Linked DNA regions of Cricetulus griseus: region 1 is linked to region 2. A link is a contact called in public Hi-C data. All regions are on one chromosome and are shown on one strand. Each heading gives the region's core, a stretch centred on a gene start, on an enhancer-like site or on the middle of the called end of the contact. The rest is flanking DNA. Distances are from core to core; before and after follow the strand shown.

Region 1 (5,124 bases), core at 1,838-4,337, 88 kb before region 2:
CAGCAGTTTCTCAGTGCTCAGGAGCATGGAGGTGAGACCTAGTGGGGTATACACCAGGAGCCACAGGACCTCAAGGAAGGAAATGCAGGAACAGAGGCAGAGGAGGAATGTCCCCCAGCAGTCACAGGGAGAGTCGCTGCTGGCCTTGTTGCTGTCCACTGTGGCTGATGAAGAGCAATGAGGAGTACCAACATCACCATCAACAGACTTGGCACAGGACATCCTTTCTGGATCCAGTAAAGCCCTCAGACTCCATGGAGAAACATCAAAAGGGCACGGGGAAGATGAGGGACAGGTTGGGGAAGAGGGAAACAAGGTTCCAGAGGTCACAGGTTAAGGCAGCTGCTGGATGTGACAATATGCTCTGCAGCAGGGTGGCAACAGCACACTGGTGTGGATGGAGAAGGGGGAAGGGCAGAAGCAGGAGATCTCTCAGGGTGACCACTAGGACACGGGCACACAGCACCATCTGTTGACTGGGATGTCTTCACCACTCACTGTGGTGGTGAACTCGACCATCAGGAACATCTGGGCAGAAGATGTGGTGTCACAAACAGAAGTTTCTAGACGATGCACCCTGGACCAGGTTGCCAAATAGCTGCTTTCACACGGATAGTATTTTGCAGGCAGTTGCTTCTGTATTCTGCTCAGCATGACTGGAGTGGATGTCAGGGATGGGGTGGGGTGTGGGGTGAGGTGTGTGTGTGTGTGTGTGTGTGTGTGTGTGTGTGTGTGTGTGTGGTGAGGGTGTTGGGGTGTGGGGTGAGGATAGTGGATATGGAGTGTTTCTGAGCTTAGGGAAGTACCTGCAGGGATAAGGAGGTAATGCCTGCCAAGCACCAGGGCTCAGCTGAAGAGCCTTTCCCTAGTGTCTGTGACAGAAACATATATATATATGTTTCATAGCTATGGTTTATATGTCATCTTGAGCCAGCCTCCATAAGACCTATATCCATTGTATGGTTAGCTCAACTTTATTTGCCGGATTAGAAGTGAGTCTTGAATCATTGCACTGGGGTGTTAACTCAGTGGTACAGCACTTACCTAGCCTTAATATGATCCTGGGTTCCTTTCCTAACACTGATTCTATTTAAGACTATCACTATTTTGATTGACACCTACTAGTTGTACAGCTAGACCATATTAATAAATGCAACCAAGGAGGTTGATTCATTCAACTGTCAAGAGGGAGAGATAGAGAGGACCACAGATCCCAGAGACAGAGGTTGTGTAAAGAGCAATTTCTGCTCTTGCAGAGGACCTGGGTATGGTTCCCAGCACCACGTGGTCACTCACAACCACCTATAACTCCAGTTTCAGGGGATCTGAAGCCCTCTTTTGGCCTTCATGGGTACTGCATGCACGTGAGCACCAAAAACAAAACCATGCTCATACACATCAAATAAAAATAAATCTTTAAAAGACAATGCATCCAACAGACTACATGGTGTATGATAGGAAATCTGAAGCAGCAAACTGAACTTGAGGATTTTATTTGCTCACCATTTAATTAATTGTTGATTTTTACTAATTTATTTTTGACAGTTTCATACATGTATTACTTATTCTTTTTTATTTATTTTTGAGGCAGGGTCTCCCTATGTAGTTCTGGCTGGCCTGTAGACTCGCTATGTAGACCAGGTAGGTCTTGAACTCACAGAGACCCATTTTTCTCTGTCTCTTGTGTTGGGGTTACAGGTGTATGTCATGATCATTTATGTTCTGAGAAAAGGACTCAAGTGGTTCAGGCTGGCCTTGAATTCGCTACATAGCTGAGGATGACCTTACCATACCAGGGTTTATGAAGTGCTGAGATGAAACCCAGGAACGCCTACACCCCACACAGCACGTTACCAATTAAGCCATATGTTCAGCCTCCACCCTGACCTTTAAAACATAGATGTTGTAGGCCCATGCTCGAAAGCCAAGCAAGCAGACACTGCATAGACTTGACTGGTGTCAACCAGAGTCCAAGCCCCTGGCATGGTATGGTATCTATATTAAAGAGGGAGACTCCTCCTGTATGCAGGTAGGCACCTGGAGAGAGGCAGCTGCCAGGGGAGCTTAGCAGTACTCGGTGGTGTCCCCTCCCCCCCGACGCTTACAATGGAATTGCTATGGAAACAGCATTCATGTACCAGAAATCCATTTCTCGACTAAATTTTGTTCGAATTCTTTGTTTCTTTAATGCTTTGTATAAAGTGAGGCTTACCAGGTTTTAGAGCTTTGTCTGAATTCAGGCCCTAAGTTCCACAGACAAGTGGGGGTGCTGTGGGAGGAAGAAAAGGTTCCTACCCTCAGATCGCCAATCAAAACAAACCACAGGCTTTCTAATGTAGCGATTGATCTTATGAATTTTCTGCGGGGTCCGTCCACTAGCTAACACTGCGCATGTGCTCCTCACACTCTGGCTGCAGCTTCCTTCTTCGGACATCAACACCCCTCCTTCAAAAATTCCGAGTTGATATCCCACTGTCAAGCAGGATTGGCTCCCCTTCCTCTCCTCCCCCACTACTGTTAATTCAAAGAGCTAATAGGCATACTTGTTTGTCTTTTTACCTAATTAGTCTCTAAGAAGGGAGTTTGGCTCAGAAAAACACCAAGTGCTTGGGACGCTTTGGAGGGGTTGCTCTCCAACTCATCCACAGTTTCCCAGGCATAGCCTCAGTTTTCTGTCTCAACAGTGGCGCTAGCTGTCCTTTAGAGCTGTGGGTCAGTCGCTCCGAAGGCTGCTTACGGTCACTGACGCCGCAGGGCAAAAAGCATCGCGCTTTTCCCCAAGACACGCTCTCGTAGTTAGGGTGGCGACTGCGTGCCCGCGCTAGGACCCAGAAGCAAGTAGGACGCGGCCCCCGTCTCGCCCCGCCCCCGACACGCACTGGGTGGAGCCGTCTCCCTCAAAGCGCGCTCCCTCGAGGGAGGGCGGGGCATCATGGGCGTGGCACAGCTGCGGTGGGCGTGACGGCGGCAGAGTGGGCGGGGCGGCACGACGCTGCCAGGTCGGCCGGGCGGAAGGGCCTTGCGCGGAGCTCGCTCCCCAGCGCGCTGGGCGGGGTGTGCGGCGAGCGGCTTCCCGGGCAGGCGCGGGCCCCGAGGCGGCGGCTGCGCCGTGCGCCGGGGCGGAGCCGGGGGCGGGCGGGCCGGCGGGCGGGCGGGGGCTGGGCCGGAGGAAGCCTGAGTGCCCGCGGCGACGACGGCAGCGGCGGCCCAGCAGGCTAGAAGCGTGGGTCCACGGCGGCTCCGGGTGCGGCTGCGGGCTGCGGAGCGAGCGGGCGGCCCGGCTCCCCGCGTCCCCCGCCCGCCGCGACTGTCTGGAAGATGGCGCCGGGCGGATGGAAATCCTAATGACAGTCTCCAAATTCGCCTCCATCTGTACCATGGTAGGTGCGGCGGCAGCGCGGCCCGGGCGGCGGGTCCCCGCCTTCGAGGCGCCGCCCGCGGCCCTGCTCTAGAGCGAGCGGACAGGGCGCGGGGCCGAGTGGCCGTGGGGAAGGCGTGCTGGACGCAGCAGGCGGGGCTGGGACCGACCCCGGGGCTCCGAGCTGCGGACCGGAGCTGGGGACCGGGAACTCGGGGTCTGGGGACCGGGGGTTCGGGTACTGTGCCTGGGGGCTAGGGCCTGGGGACTCAGGGGCGGGGGTAGGGGTAAGGGCTGTGTACTGGGTCTGGGGACTTAGGGACTAGGGGTGGGGACTGGGATTGGGGGCTGGAGCCGGAGACTCTAAACGGGGGACTGGGGACTAGGACCAAGGGCTGCAGGCTGGGAGTAGGGCTGGGGGCCGAGTACTGGGAACTGGTACCGGGAAGCCAGGGGACTGGGCCAGGGGAAGGGACGCGGCGGCCGCTGCGTTTCCGTGGGTCTGAGCGCGGGGTAGGGCGGGGGTCTGCGGCAGGAAGGAAGGGTCTCGATCCTGCCGGAGGACGGAAGTCCTGGCAGAGTTACTCCTCGGGCTAGGTGGAGTCCCGGGGCCCGGGCTCGGGAAGGGGGCGTGTGACGGTGGAAAGTTTTAAGAGTGCTGTTGAAATGTTCTCTATTTTCTACTCGCCGAGGAGAAACGAACTCTTGCGGTTTCCAACCTGTGTCCGTCCAGATGGCAGCCTTGTCGCTGAGAGTCCGCGTTAATCTTGAAAAGCTGCACTAGCTTTCCTGTCATTTGTTTTACTTTAATAGAGCAGACGCCGCAGTGTGGGGTTGAAGTACACAGACCCCGAATAGAGCGAAACGTGGGTGGGTTCCTAAACGTGTTTTTTTGTGCATTGCCAGAAGCACCACCACAGTTTCCCACATGATGTGACAAATTCATTAGCTCCTTTCTGAACTTGTACGTAGAGGTTGCGATTTATGAATCACCGAAAAAGTTATTATTTGCAGTGTGGGTCTGGAGTTACATTACCAAAGATTTGCACCATCCTGTTCCGTTTTTATGTCCTGGATTTCATCTAGGAGATCCCCAGACTTTCCACCTGAAAGTGATCTGTGCTTTTGCTTTAAGGAGTGGAGAATCAGGTAGGAAAAGTGGATTTTCTACTGCATTTTGTGGAACAGTATTTAAAAAAGGGTGGAATCCGTGGGTTTACAGTCCACAGCATCAAAAAAGTCACAGCAAGAAGGAATCACTGGAGAATCGATTTCCCCACGTGAATAATTGTTCTTTCATGGTCTTCAGAAAGGGGCTATATTAACAGTTTCTGGGGTTGGTTGTACTCATTACTTTAGACCTGCCACATAGGATTGAATCTTTTACAGTGATAATTTTACCAGATTGCTGAGCTCCACACCTTTTGGGGTCATAGTTCATTGTCAAAGTCTAGGGCTTCAGGAGTGGTGTGATTCCCATGGACTGACTGTTCCTTCACTCAGTTACATCAAGTTTACATTTAGCACCTGCTGACTAGCACTGGCAATACAGAAATGATTCTGGCCGTCTCTAGCAGGACGTTTTCGACCATGCTTCTACATCCAGGACTCTGGATGCAGAAGGATCACAAGCTCTAAGCAGATGGAGTTACACATAGGGAGACCTTGTCTTGAAAAAACACGCCCACAACAAAAGGCAACCCCTACTTTCATGGTGTTTACTTTCTACTTGAGGAAGACAATTCTCATTTACATAGTAATACAGT
Region 2 (5,185 bases), core at 1,749-4,248:
AGCATTTTTTTTTTATTTTATATGCATTGGTGTGTTTTGCATTGGGTGTCATGTCCCCTGGAACAGACAGTTGTAAGCTGCCATGTGGGTGCTGGGAATTGAACCCAGGTCCTCTGGAAGAATAGTCAGTGCTCTTAACCACTGAGCAGCATTTGTGTCTAACAGTCTCCCTTTCATCTTCACTGAGAACTGTTGAGGTTCTAACAGCCCAGGCAATTGGTGACCCCACATCTGGCTCTTGGACAAGGGTCACGTGCTTGAGGTATATCCGTCTTCACCACACAGTCTATTTTTGCAGTCAGTGCACTTACCAACCACACTGGGATCTTCCCCTAAAACACAGATGAGGTGGTGCTGGCTGAGGGGGTCAGGCCACACTCCATCACGACCCCACCTGCCTTCCGCAGCCTTAGCCTCTTTTTGCTGCCATGCCTTCCTTACCAGACAAAATCCTTGGTTCTGTGGCTGCCATCACGGAGATGTGACAATTAGAGAGTGTGCACACTGCTTCCTTCGGGCCCAGCCACAGCACACATACTTAGTACACTCAGAGAGTGATGATAACAAAGACATACCGCCAGTCACAGGCCCCTGCTTCATATTGTGGAAGTCGCCTGAAATAAAACAGCATCAGAAAAACACAATGAAATAGGAATTGGTGTGTGAACTTCAGGAAGTAACAGTAAGATATGCATGCCTGGAGTTGGTCAGCTCACGGTTAAAACAGGAGCTCACAGCAGAGGCTGGAATTTGTTGAAATCCTTGTCCTGAATACAATCCTTGGAGCAGGAGACCTAAGAGGGAACGGGGTGTCTGGCTTTGGTGGCCAGGGATATTGCAGACAATCGAATTCAGAACTGCCAAGTTTGGAGAGACCCTGCATCCAGGGAACCTTGAACTGTCAGTGTGCATGACTTTAACTTATATTTTCATAGATACACAATGGCCGTGATTTTACCCTCTTAGCTGTCTATGTTTAAGTCTCAAGAGCATCATATATCAAACTGTTGTTTGTTTCTAACGTAGCAGCTCTTTTCTGTGGGAGGGAAAGGGGGGAACTGCAGGGTGAGCTGTGGGGGAAGGCAAGAACAAAGAGTCTAATTCCTGCCAGTGATCTTAGATAAAAGTCCTATCAATGATCTTAGATAAAAGGCTAAAGTAACAGTTGAAGCACGGTCAGGTTCTGGAGTGGCGTGGAGATCTGCATCCTTCCACCCCAGCCATACTTACTCCTTACACTCCTCCTGCCTTTTGGCTCAGAGAGAGTCTATTTATCCTCAGCCAGGCTGGATGCTCCGTGGAGAATGACTGGTCTTAACCTGCCACCTACTGGCCAATTTTGCAGTTGCATGCTGTTGCGAGTTGGCATCAGAATTTATGGATCCATGGTCTTTAAAGTAAAACAAAACAATAAAAACCCCGTTAGTCCCCATTCTCAGATCTGGCCACCCTTCCTGAACCTTCACTGGCCTTCTCTGGCACTCTGACATTGACACTGAATTGTCCCTCAGTGCTGTGAGCTGCCGCTGACTTTCACGCTCATCTCTCGGCCACTATCCAGTCCTGGCACTCCATCTGTTGGAATGACTTCAGACTTAAACATAGCCATTTATTTTTGACCCTAGAGCCAACTTGGTTTCTCGCCAAGGATTAAATTCACTCAAGGAAGGCATTTCTAAACAGGTTTCCCAGAACCTACTACAACTGCCAACATTCTTGAGCCTCATATAAAAAGACGATGTCCCCACTTTGTGTATTGAGCAGATACACAAACATTTCAAAGACAGTATGATTAAAAAGCCAAGACATAAATGTGGTCTGTGAATCCATTTATTCAAAATGTAAAAGCAGATACCACAAATCTACGGCGCTAGAAGTTCAAACCATACTTCTGGTGGGGTGAGAGGCCAAGGGGCCTTAGTTTGGAAGGGGCATGAGGCACCAGGGGACAGGAAATGCTTTTGTCAATGGTCATCTGGCTGCTGTATACACGGACATGTACACGTGTGTGACATCTTGCTAGCATGTGTGAACCTTACCATCCAGATCATACCAAAGTCTTTTTAAAGAAATAAAAAGTCTCTTTAGTTACTGAATGATATCACCACCTGGCCGTCTGCTGGAAGTGTGGTACAAAGCCCCTGGGACGGACCTTAGGGACTCAATGAGCCCTTGGGCCTGTGTCAGTGGGAGCAGCTATCCACACATCTCAATTTAAAAATTAATTGCAGAGACTGGAGAGATTGCTCAGTGGTTAGAGCACTGGCTGCTCTTGCAGAGGACACAGGTTCAGTTCCCGGCACCGACATGGCAGCTCAGAACTATAACTACAGTTCCAGGGGATCTGTACTCTCACACTGACAAATATGCACATAAAAAATGAATCACATTTGGTTTTCTCATAGTCATCTTTCTTTAAAACAGCAACAATCAGGGCTAGAGAGAGGGCTCAGTAGTTAGAAGTCCTGGCTGCTCTTGCAGAAGATCTGGGTTTGGTTCCAGCTCCCATATGGTGACAGGCAACCATTGGAAACTCCAGCACCAGGGGATCTGATGCCCTCTTCTGGATTCCTCTGCTACTGTGTGCACGTGGTAAACATGCATGCATGTAGGCAAACACTGATACACATAAAAAATAAAGAAATCATTTAAAAATGACAACAATCTCTACCTCGGCTGGCATGTGTCCCCTCTTCTGGTTTGGGGGGTGTTATCTCTGCCTCAGTGCCCTTCAGATTCTTTGAAAGGTTCTCACTACCCCTTGACTCTCACTCAGTAGGAGTGGGGCTTGTCAGACCCTGTGCTATTCCAAATGACCCAGGAATTAGCTTTGGGTTGACTGCAGATGACTGAGCTCTGAGAAAGCTGGCTCCAGGAATTTTCAGTTCTCAGACATCCACTTTCCAGGAAGCGGAAGGCCTTGCATCTGTTCCAGGGCTAAGCTGGCTTGAGGGCCACACAGGCTAAGTTGGGTAAGGAGGATACTGATTACAAAGCCATTTGTAACCCGTGGTTGGGTAATATAACCATCCCTTCGTCGGCGTGCTGGCCACAGTACTCTGCCAGGGCAGGAGTTATGGGTTTTTTATTGGTGCTGCAAGGGTGACATTCAAGCAGCCTTAGCGCTTAGTCACTCTGGTTATCAGTGAACTGTAATGTTTCAAACTGCCGGGGATGGTCAGAGATAAACTTGGGCCAGCTGCAGACTGAGTGGCGCCTGTTACTGCCTTCATGTGTGTTGTGAATTCTTTTTCTTTTACATCTCTTTTCTTCTTTCTCTACCACCAACTCCTCCTCATTCCCTTTAATAAGCTGTAAGATGACACATCACTTTTTTGACCTGGAAATATGCATGCAGGGTACAGGTTGAAAAAAAACTCAAATCTAAAGGTGAGAGACTCCTATCGACAGCTATTTTTCTCTTTGCTTTTTACTTCTCTGTAGTTGAGGAGATATTGCTGCGCAGTCTTTGACCTAGGTCAAATGTGTTTGGGGACAGAATCGACAAAAATCCAAAAAGGGCAGTCCGTCCAGGGCTGGAAGGGGGCACACATCCCTCAAGAACAAAATAGGAAAGGTGTTTGCAGTCACATCAGTTGCAGGAACAGAGCTTGGCATCTGACCTCAGAGTGAAAGGCAAGAATTATGTCCAAATAAAATGAGCCTTGGAATCCTTTAAGTGTCCCATGAGGTACACCAAAGCAGTTCTGGGGTAAGAGCTCTGTAGAACATTTCTCTGTACATGTCAGTTTGAACTCTATGGAAGGGCTTCTGGATTCTTGCTGATGCTTCCAGTATGCTTCTGATTGCATCCACACCCGATGCATGCCTTTAACTACAGCACTTGAGAGGCAGAGGCAGGAGGATCTCTTTGAGTTTGGGGACATCCTGGTCTACGCAGTGAGTTCCAGACCAGCTAGGGCTACACAGTGAGACTTCCAAAGTCTTCCCGTTGGCCTGCAGGGTCCCTTATTTAATCTAAGAGTCACCTTCTCTCACGGCACACATAGTAGCGAGTGCATTTAGTTGTAAGGAGAGAAAAAAAATCCCCTCTGCACACTTAAAAACACATGTGTGGTGACTGCAAAGGGGAAAGACTGACTCCAAGTAGGTCTTTGAACACAGGCTACTGAGAAGATCTTTAGAAACTTTAAAACATTGATGCTATTACCAGGGCTTATGGGACTGCTGTAGACAGCATCCTTTTTTTCCTTGTCTTTCCCAAAGAGTACCTTTAAAAACCCCTGTTGCACCCCACCAATGCCAGGCAGAGTCTGAGTAGCTCCCATGGTATGCAGCCATCCAGCCAGCCTGGATATTGCTAAGGTTCTGGCTGGTGTGGCCCATCCATCCCCACTCTCTACCCCAGCAGCATCAGGCCATTTCCTGGTGGTATTTTTCACTCTTTTGGGACCTACTGCAAGACTAGATTCCACAGCTATCTTCCATGCGCTGAGCAAGCTCTCAGTACTGGGAAACTTTTAGGCTCTGCCATTTTATTTAAGATGGTGGAAAGAAGCAACTTTGACAGCTGGGGACTGGGGCGATGGCTCAGTCAGTAAAGTTTGCTGCACAAGTGTGAGGACCTGAGTTCAAGCCCCAGCAGAGGTTCAGTAAGAGGGAAAGATACTACACATTTACCTCTTGCCTCCACAAACTTGTGCATGCACGCACGCACACACAAACACACACACACACCAAACAAAAACAACTGTGGAAGAGGCCGCCACAAGATGCCAATGGTTAAGTTGAAGACTTGAGAAAATGCTTTTCATAAAAACAAGCAGACGGCCGGGCATTGATGGCACATGCCTTTAATCCTAGCACTTGGGAGGCAGAGGCAGGCTGATCTCTGTGAGTTCAAGGCCAGCCTGGTTTACAAGACCAGGACAGGCTTCAAAGCTACACAGAGAAACCTTGTCTTGAAAAACCAAAATAAATAAATAAATAAATACAATCAGACAAACCATGGAAAATCCAGTCTATACATTGCCAGAGCAAGGCTGCTCATTGCCCTGCCAGCTGTGCCTGTGACATGGTACCCACTGGCTCCAAAGGTCCCCTTGCCACCCTCTCAGGCACAGGAAAAGAATACCTTGGGATAGATGGTTGTATTGATGTTTATCTTTATTATTTATTTACTTTTTTTTTTTTTTAAGACAGGGTCTCTCTACATAGTCCTGGC

What was found. A called contact is a pair of places that touch in the nucleus more often than the background predicts.
Region 1: a contact with region 2 is called in a Hi-C map of liver, with 2.4 times the contacts expected there. The contact joins the promoter of Usp12 here to the enhancer-like site in region 2. A contact is called at or near these places in 4 of 8 Hi-C or Micro-C datasets (the CHL-YN cell line, the CHO-K1 cell line, fibroblasts and 1 more).

Annotation. Positions count from the first base shown.
Region 1 is chr4:82,631,719-82,636,842 of CriGri-PICRH-1.0, reverse strand. It overlaps Usp12 (ubiquitin carboxyl-terminal hydrolase 12), which reads left to right and starts at 3,087. Exons shown (of 9, transcript XM_027413676.2): 1 at 3,087-3,380. The coding sequence starts at 3,333. It overlaps LOC103159184 (a long non-coding RNA gene), which reads right to left and starts at 2,821. Exons shown (of 3, transcript XR_003485039.2): 1 at 2,560-2,821.
Region 2 is chr4:82,544,049-82,549,233 of CriGri-PICRH-1.0, reverse strand. No RefSeq gene overlaps it. Among named protein-coding and RNA genes, the nearest start is that of Usp12, 87 kb to the left of the region's middle. Within about 2 kb of position 2,998, at least 1 of the 6 cell types and tissues checked has open chromatin away from gene starts, as enhancers often do. A contact at or near this core is called in fibroblasts, where this site is marked.